Regions from separate parts of the Sus scrofa genome. Here region 2 is linked to region 1. Evidence: chromatin contacts called from public promoter capture Hi-C data. All regions are on one chromosome and are shown on one strand. The core of a region is the stretch at or near the end of the contact, and the rest is flanking DNA. Distances in the headings are between cores, read along the strand shown.

Evidence for each region. Promoter capture Hi-C pulls out the DNA fragments that hold promoters and counts their contacts.
Region 2: a promoter capture Hi-C map of fetal liver shows a contact between it and region 1, with 3 times the contacts expected there. The contact joins the promoter of TANGO2 here to the enhancer-like site in region 1. A contact is called at or near these places in 5 of 5 promoter capture datasets (fetal liver, fetal skeletal muscle, liver and 1 more), 23 of 47 Hi-C or Micro-C datasets (alveolar macrophages, blood, brain and 12 more) and 2 of 2 datasets of contacts at active chromatin or transcription factors (alveolar macrophages and skeletal muscle).

Annotation. Positions count from the first base shown.
Region 1 is chr14:51,402,432-51,406,935 of Sscrofa11.1, reverse strand. ARVCF (armadillo repeat protein deleted in velo-cardio-facial syndrome) reads left to right here. Exons shown (of 18, transcript XM_021072783.1): 13 at 37-235; 14 at 319-430; 15 at 526-616; 16 at 901-957; 17 at 1,294-1,379; 18 at 2,338-3,721. The coding sequence ends at 2,364. COMT (catechol-O-methyltransferase) reads right to left here. Exons shown (of 4, transcript NM_001195330.2): 4 at 4,188-4,504. The coding sequence ends at 4,409. Among named protein-coding and RNA genes, the nearest start is that of COMT, 6.3 kb to the right of the region's middle. Within about 2 kb of position 2,340, at least 14 of the 83 cell types and tissues checked have an H3K27ac peak or open chromatin away from gene starts, as enhancers often do. A contact at or near this core is called in fetal liver, liver, omental adipose tissue and 1 more, where this site is marked.
Region 2 is chr14:51,441,102-51,445,605 of Sscrofa11.1, reverse strand. TANGO2 (transport and Golgi organization protein 2 homolog) reads right to left here and starts at 2,009. Exons shown (of 9, transcript XM_001929644.5): 1 at 1,937-2,009.

The sequences.
Region 1 (4,504 bases), core at 1,091-3,590:
GCCTGCACTGGCGCGCCCTCACCGCCCTGCCCGCAGGGAGCTACGCCATGGCAGAGCTGGTGCGAAATGTGCGCAGCGCGCAGGCCCCTGCGCTGCCGGGAGCCCGCCTGGAGGAGGACACAGTGGTGGCCGTGCTCAACACCATTCACGAAATCGTGTCCGACAGTCTGGATAACGCGCGCTCGCTGCTGCAGGCCCGTGGTGTGCCCGCGCTCGTGGCACTGGGCTCGGCCAGGTGGGTAGGGGAGTGGCGGGGGTCAGGGCTGGTCCCCCAGATAGGCGGGGCGGGGCCAGACGCTGACCCCGCCCCGGTCGCAGCCAATCCGCGCGGGAGGCGAAGGCCGCGTCCCACGTGCTGCAGACCGTGTGGAGTTACAAGGAGCTGCGTGGTGCCCTGCAGAGGGATGGCTGGACCAAGGCGCGCTTCCAGGTGAGGCCGCTGGCCCTTCCTCTCTCATTTTGCCCGGATGGGTCCCTCACGGGAGCACCGCTGACCCACTCTGTTTATGTATTACACCACTGCAGTCGACCGCTGCTAATGCTAAGGGGCCCAAGGCAGCTCCGAGCCCCGGAGGCTTGGACGACAGCACGCTGCCGCTGGTGGATAAGAGCCTCGGTGAGCACCGGGCAGGGCCCATCCCCAGGTTCAGGAGTACCTGCCCACCTGGCAGAGGCAGGGAGGGAAGTGGGTCCCCTCCAGGAAGATGGCCCCGCCCCCGCCCCTCCCCCTCCCGTCCTCCATTCTCTCTATGATGGCATCAAGCTGGGGGTAACAGTGCCAGCAGACAGAGGCCTAGCAGAGTGGTGTAAAGATGTTAGTGATAAAAGGTACCCAGGGTGGCAGAGGCCACCGGTAGTCCCCCACTTGCAACCAACCAGCCACCTGCCTGTGCTTTGCAGATGGTGGCGAGAAGCCAGGCAGCCGGGACATGATCCCCATGGAGGCACTTAGTTCGGGTGAGTGCAGGTGCTGGTGTGCTGTTTGTTTACCACGTGGCAAGGTGGGTTTGGAAAAGAGATCTGGTTTAGAGGTGCTCAGGAGTGAGGGCTGGGGCAGCCAGTTATGGTCACTGCCCAGATGTGCCCAGTCAGCCAGCTGAAGGGCGGCTGGAGAGTTCTGAGCCACTGTGGGGGAGTAAGCGAGAGGCTTCAAGGCCCCACTGTGAGAAGGCCTGATTCAGAGTGGGCAGTTGGAGGGCCTCTCCAGATGCACCCAGGCCCAGGGCCCCTTGCACCAGGACATTGGTTTCTTGGTGCCTGCTCCAGAGTTCCCTTCCTGCCTACACCCTGCAGATGGGTACTCCACCGTTGACCGGAGGGAGCGGAGAGCTCGAGGCAGTGACCCTACAGGGGAGGCCTCTGAAAAGGAACCGTTGAAAGTAAGTGGCTGTGGGCAGGTGTCCAGGGATTGCCTTGGGCCCGGGGTGGGACTCACTTGCAGGCCGGCCACTGGGCCAAGAGACTGGTTCAGGGAGTGGCCCTTCTGTCTCAGCAACCTCCCATTGGAGCCAGCCTGCGGGTGCAAGTGGTTGGAAGCTCATAGCCACTGGGAGAGAGGAGGCACAGGACAGAGGGCTGTTGGGGGAGCCTGAGCAAGCGTGTCTGCATCCCTCCCTGCATGCGTGTGCGTGCGATGGCCTGCATGGCCTCGCCTCCAGGGCAGCCCTTGATGCCTGCTCTGCGCCAATGCTTTGGGCACAGGACTCTTCTCAGCCACACTCACTCAGCAGCTCTGAGCCACACTTGCTCAGCTCCCTTTGCCCCCAGCCCTGCCCACTGACCACTCAGCCCCCACCAGCCAGCCCTGACTAACCTGCCTTGTTCTGCTTCTAATGCTCTCCTGCCCACTGCCTGTCTGCTGCAGCCCAACCCCACCAGGAAGGTTCCTCCTCTGGGGCCCAGCAGGCCCGCGGTCAGGCTGGTGGACGCCGTGGGGGATGCTAAGCCTCAGCCCGTTGACTCCTGGGTCTAGTTTGCATGCCGGGTACGTTTGTCTGACCTCCACCCACCCGACCTTGCCTATCCAGGCAGGACCTCACCTCGCTGGCTGTCTGCTCTATTCTCCCCGCGCGCTCCCCGCAGGCTGGCCTTGAGCTCAGCGGTCCTGTAAAGCCACGGGAGGGATGAAGGGCCAGAGTCTAAGAGGGAGGAGCTATCGGGTCCCGGAGGGCATGGGGCCAGATGGGGCAGGGGGTGGGGTCCCTCCACACCTTCGAACGCCCCAAGCACGGTCCCATCCTCGAGGACCTGCAAGTTGGGGGGCAGCTGCCCACGTCTGTCCACACCTCCATTCGCTCCACTTCCCGGTTCGCTCAGCCCGCCCTTCTCCCTTCTCAGGGTCTGGGCCCAGCCTTTGGTTCCTAGGATCTGATCTCCGAAGAAGGGACATCAGCGCTGGCCGCGCAGAGCCAGCTGTGGAGCTCGGCGCCCCCTGGCGGCGGGGGCCGGTAGCGCCTCTCGACAGAGCCGGAGCGGGGGCGGGGGGGTGGGGCGGCCATTCTGGACACGTCTCCCTCCCCGCCCTCACTCTTTCCCTCCCAAGTCCTGGGCCAGTTAGTTCACCCACGTGGTGCTGTGTCCGAGTGAGAGGCTGGCGGGGCGCTGGCCGACCCAGGCGAGGGCCGCCTGGTGGGTCCTAGGGCCCCGCAGCCGTGCAGGGGGCGCTCAGGGAAGGAGTCGGACCTGGAGGGTGGAGGGGCTTCCCTGGGCCCCTAGTCTGGGGCTGCTCAGGGTCGGCGCACACGGAGGCTTTGGAGGCAGTGAGCAGGGGGTCAGGCTGCTTGCCCCACCCGCCCTTGGACGCGTGGGGCCCACAGCTGGGCCTCTCCTGCGCAGCTCTGGCCCGAGGGGCACTTCTGGGACTGACCTTTGGCAGCAGTGGGGGGACTGCTGTTCAGTGCCTGCTGTTTGCGACTTATAAACAAGAAAAACACTGACGAAAAGCATTAAAGACTGTATTGGTAAACATCTAAATTTTTGTAAGAAAACTTGAAAATTAAAAAAAGCAGTAAAGGAACTTTCTGTCTTCTGAGGCTCAACTCCCTCTCCACCACTGCCCCCTCATTTGCTGGGTGGGCGGAGGTGGCCCCCACCTCTGTGATGTCTGCTGTGTCCAGTGGGAGCTCACCTCCTAGGCCCCATGGCTGTTTCCCCACAGGCATTCTCATTCTATACACAAAGAGCAGTAGGCTTGATCCTGGGTGGTTAGCAGGGCCCTGAGGCCCGGGATAGTGTCCTGCCTGGTGGCTGGTCTTGGGCACAGGTGGACCCAATCAGGAGGGTGACCCTGGGATCTAGGACCCCAACCTCTGTTGGGACCCTGGGGAGCCTGAGGTGGCCAGAGATCAAACCCTTTAGGGGTCTTGAGGCTAGAACAGCAGGGTCAGGGCTGGTGGCACTGGATTTAGGTAGATACAGGCCAACTTCACTCCTTCATTTGCCAGCTGGGCAACCACAGAAGTGCCCCAGCTGGTCTTAGTGGGGCAGAGTGGGAGTGGGGCCGGTGTTTCCACTCTGCCCTGGGAGGCTGGGTGCTGGCCAGATTGCAGCTGGCGCTGCTGTAGGGCCGGCCATGTCCACCTTCCCCAGCGTGGGCCTGAAGCATGGATGGCTACCCTGTTCTGGTCTCCCAGGTGGGGTGGCCCCGGTTAGGCTCAGCCCTGCCTGGAGACATCCCCATGGGGCTATAGCAGGTACCGCGGCCTGGCCACAGAAGCAGCACTGAGCAGGGCTGACCCCTGGCACTGCTGTGGCCAGTCTACAGCCTTAGCGTCTGGGGTGGGGGTGGGGGCAGCATGTTTGATGCAAAGATGAGGACACCAGGGGACAAAAGGAGCAGTGTGGTGGCTGAAGAGAAGCACTCCATTCATCTTTTAGCTAAATACTCAAATCTTTCATTTCTATTGCAGTATATCTTTTAAACATGATATTGTATGTAAGATTATTAACAGCTGCTTTTAGTAAAGAAGTTGCATTTCTGACTTAAAAAAGAGGCGAAAGCTCTGGAATAGAGGTGTAGGGTGCCACTCCTGAGGCACTGCTGCCACCTGGTGATGACAGACCTCAAAGGCAGGCTGCATGCCTGCACAGCCCAACAGGTCCCCGCTTCCAGCATCTGCTGGGTTTGCCCTGTTGGCATGCTGGTGGGGGTGAGTGACACCGTCACAGGCACTGCCTGACTGACCTGGTTTTATAGGCAGATACTTTCCAGATTTATTGGGGTGATTTTGCAAGGTGAGCTGGTTGCACTTGGGGCGGACCCGTGTGGGCAGGCCTGGGCCTCACTGGCCTCAAGGGGGCTGCATGGAAGACAGACAGATAGATACTAGCAGAAGCGAAGTTGGCAGAAGTGGGTTCACTGCACCCTCCAGAACCAGGGTTGGAGAGGGAGCTGGCACAGGGCAGGCCGTCAAGGCTGTGCAGGGCTGCCTGGGCCCTTGTAGACAGCCTTCTCCAGGCCATCCACCATCTGCGAGTACTCCAGGTATGAGCTAAAGTGTGTACA
Region 2 (4,504 bases), core at 760-3,259, 39 kb before region 1:
CCTCCTGGCAGGAACATGGCTTCCCCATAAGCCAGGGGCCAGCCCGGAGGAAGGGGGCCAACCAGCCCCTCAAAAGAGAACGGAAGCAAGTGCTTATTCACAGCCGGCATGGTCCTCAGGAATACCAGCCAACACCAGGAGGTGGGGCTGTTCCTTTTAGTTTTAAATGTGTATTCACTGTTTTTGTAACCTAAAAAAGAAAGTTAAGGGGGAAAAAAATCTACATGAATACCCTGAAAAGGGAACTCAGTGGTTTGGCGGGGGAGGGGGCTTTATTCTCACAGAGCAGATCACCAAACCAAGGTCCAGACCCACAAACTATCTTCTCACACTGGCTGATGTGCTACCATACCCAGTCCTCACCTCACACATCCGGGGTGTCAGTGACAAGCAAGGGCCTGCTTGCAGCAGTCCACCCAGCCTCCCTGCCCTGTGCCACTCACATCTTCAGAAGCAGCACCCACGGGTGGGTGAGCAGGAACCAGGAGGTGACCTCTAGAGCAGCAGCCAGCACAGAGGTAAGACTCCAGGACATGGAGCATAATTACACCCAGGGTAAAACATGATCAAAGTGACAGGCCACAAAAGAGGACACAAAGGAAGCATGAGGTGGTAAGAACAGCTCAGGGGCTGGGCAATAGGGCAGAGCTGACAGTCAGTGGTCTGCATTTGCTTTTTCTGGACTAGTAATACAAAGCCCCAGAACTGGGGGACCTGTGCTTTTGAAGTGAATCGTCAGGGGCCCAAGGGGGTGGGAGCACCAGGGCAACATTCTCTGCCCACTGGGAGCCCTGGGAACAGGGTACAGAGGCTCTGTTGTGTCCACCGACCAACACAGCCACCCTCTCCAGTGCCCCCACCCATCCGACAGGATACCTGCTACAAAAAGGTTCTTGGGAGAGGGGCTCAGGAGGGGAGGACCAGCCCTGGCTCTGAGTGATCTTGGGAACACGATTTGCCCCTCAGACTGAGTTTTCTTCAACTGTGAATGGTGTCTAGCCAACAAACACTTGCCCCAAAAGCCTGCCCAGAGGACAGAGGAACAAGCAGGAGAAAGCACTTCCCAAGAGCCACCAGCTGCAGGCGCCCCTAACAGCTGCGGCATGGAAACAGCAACAGCAAAACATCAGTGGGCAGGTCTGCAGCAGGAGGACAGGGTAGGCCTGGCTGACCATATGACATTCTCAGTGGAGGACAGACAAGGGCCTGGGGCTCAGGGACCAGCTCAGGGACAGAAGGCCCAGGCCAAAGCTATGGCCCAGAAGGAGGCGTGGGAATTGCTGGAGTGAGAAAGGGTCTTAAAGACCAGTGGTTGCAAGGCCTTGCCCTGTGTGCAACCCCGCCCAGCCTCCTCCCCTAATGCCCTGCGGGGGGAGGCCTGGCCACCGAGGGAAGGCCTTGTCCAGGCGAATGGATGACCTGGCACTTGCTGCCTCCTCAGATAGACATCAGCTGTTACCCGCAGCAGAGGGAGGGAGCATCGTGACTCAGGGTTCTGGGGCCAAGAGACGCGTTGCCCACCCACTCTCACTCTGCAACGACCTGGCAGCTCCCGGACCTCCAGTCTGCCTCCCTGAGGAACACCGGCCCTGACTGCGGGGCCCGCGCCCCATCCCGGCGGGGCCACTGGAAACGCCTTCCGGGAACGCTAGGGACGCTTCGTCGGCAGGGGTCAGCTTGGCCTCCAGGGACCGGCCGCTGTACTTGCATTCTCCGCCTCAAGAAGGGGAAACTGAGGCAGGACGGGAGGGGCGGCCGCTACCCGAGTCCGCCCCGCGCGTTCGAGCCCCACGCCCAGAGTCCGCAACCCAAGCACCAAGTCGGCGCCCCGAGCCCCCAGTCCGCGCCCCAACAAGCCTCAAGTCGGTGCCCCAAGCCCAGAGTCCGAGACCCGAGCCAAGCGGGAAACGCAGTCCGCCGCCAGCCGACTACTCACCACCTCCGCCGCCGCCGCCGCCGCCGCGGACTTCCGGGTACCGCGCCCGCGCGCTGCCGCCACGCTCAGGCCCCGCCCCCCACCGTCTGCGCGCTCACCATTGGGCTAAACGAGGAGAGGCGGGGCCTCGCCCCGCGAGGCCGGTTACCTTTGGCTGAGCGCGCCGTCGCTCCCGGCTGCACCTCCCGGCGCCCCGCCCCCGAGGTTGCGCCAACCTTCGGGCTGCGCCTCGTGACCCCCGCGGCTCTGGAAGCTAGCCCCGGCTCTTGATGAAGGTTCTGTAGGGATGCTTACATTCGGACACACCCCGTCCGCTCAGTCCGTGCCTCCTGGACTGGCCATCTTTCTCACTGCAACCTCGACCTCCGACATCCCTGCCCCCTCAGGACAGACCCTGGATCGGCCACCGCAGCCTTTAACCCACCTCGGGCCTGTTCTGCAGGAGCTGCTGGCCTGATTTGCACCGGGTTGCAAATGAGCAAGAGGCAGGGGAGGAGCGCTGATTGGGGCCTTGGCAACAAGATGGTCAATCACTGGGCTCCCAGCTCATATTGGCCGCTGGGCTATGTCTGGGGCCTGAGTGCAGGGCTTGCTCCAAAGTGGGCCCTCAGCAAACTATGACAGAGATGACAATTATATTTAATAACAATGTGCTAAGTGTTCTAAACCCATTGTTCCAAGACACAACTCTCATTTATCCCATTTTACAGATGCAAACATGGAGGCTCAGAGCAGTTATGTATGTCACCTGTTTGAAATCAAAAGTAAAGGAGGCAAGTGGCATTGGCTGGATTAGCTCCACAGCCCTGTGTTGAGGACATAGGTGCCCTGATCCTGACTTGGAGCGCTGACACCCTGTGAAAACTGGTGCTCAGAGAGGGCAAAGGCCTGGCTAGTAAGCACAGGCAAGAGTCTAACCCAAACCTGCATGATGTCCCCAAAGCCTCATGGCACCCCACTCTTTCACCATCTCATCTGTGTTCCTCCTAGAACTCAACAGAAGCCCTTTGCAGGCAGGGAAGCCAAGGACTCCCAATTCTCAAGGACTCAAGGCCAACAGGCAGCAAACCCAACAAGACACACAGTTCTCCCTCGAGCCATCTGGCAACAGAATCATGCTGGGTGGGTGCCAGTGATTTCCCTCCTGGCAGCTGGATCATGTGGTCCAGCCAAGAGGAGGTGGTGTTGGATAAGCAGGACCTGGGGCTTGGAAGCAAGTCACCATGCCCTGGGGATGGAGCAGAAGCTGTAGAGTGGTGCCCCAAACCATGGGTCACACGCCTTAGAGGGGTGGGACACAGACTGGCCAATCCCTGCTGAGCAGTGCTTTCCCATTACCTGCAAAAGGGATGCAGTCATGCATGGGTAGGATAGAGGTTTAAATCCCACTCTGCCATGGGCCAATGAGACAGGTTAAGGTGGGGGTCACAGGGCTGCAAGGAGTTTACTGCTATGCCACCTCTATATACATCCTTACATGGGGAGCTCATCACCTTGTGTGGTCACCCTTTTGATCTCTGAACATCTGCAACTGTTGGGGAGTTATTCCTGAGAACTTTTTCTTCTGGCAGCTTTCCTCATGTGCCCAAGGGATGTCCCTACAGAGATGGCCAGAAGCCAGATAGAGAGAATGGGAGAGAGGGAGAAGACTGGGCTACTGGTCCCTGTGGCAGTGCGCTAGGGGTAGAGGCCATTTGCCCTGCCTTCTGACTGTTCCCAACCCCCATTTGCAGCCTGGGTCATGGTGGGTCCACTGCCAAACAAGGGCCCTGAGTCCTCTTGGAACTGGCACTGCCCACCCTGATCCCCTGTATGCAGCTGGTGATCCAGCTTGGGAGCAGACAGACCTCTGGAACACAGTAAAAAGAGGGGGGTGGGGATGAGGGAGGTGGGGATGAGGGGGGTGGGGATGAGGGAAAAGGACGGAGTCCTCACTTGGGCTGATTTTGGTGCACAATTTTCCCCTCTGCTCTCTCAGCAGAGGTCTGTCCAACCCCTCTTGCCACCATCAGCAAGTGGTAGGGAAGGGGTGGTGCTGGACCCACAAGATCATTGAGAGAGGAGGGGCTGCAGGAGGACAAGGGCCCAGTGCCCCTGGAGAGATCACAAGGCTAATCAAATCCACCCCTAAATATAGGAAAGGGCCCTTGTGTTCTAGAGAGGGACTCTTCACTCTGCCCACCCAGAGCTTCCAGCAACATCCCTGTGCCAGGATGCCAATGGTTGTCACATCCAATGCTGGTGACAATTCCAGTGCCAATTCCAGTTGATTGGCTGTGTCTGTCTAGCTCTGAATGGCTGTTGTGGTTGATTTGACACATGTGCCAGGGCACAGGGGGACCCAATGTGGTACCAGTGGTGAATTCTGGCTCCAAATCATTTCATTTTCTTTGTTCTGACCAAGTGACTACTGGGTGAACACACTGGACCCTTGACGTGGATGGATGAGACATGAATGCCCCCCGCCCCATAGCATTGTCATGGGCTGGTGGCTCTGGGCAGCCTTGGGGAGCATGGTGAGCTGAGGATCTGGTCATCTCCAGGTGCAACCAGGGCAGGAAAGGCTTA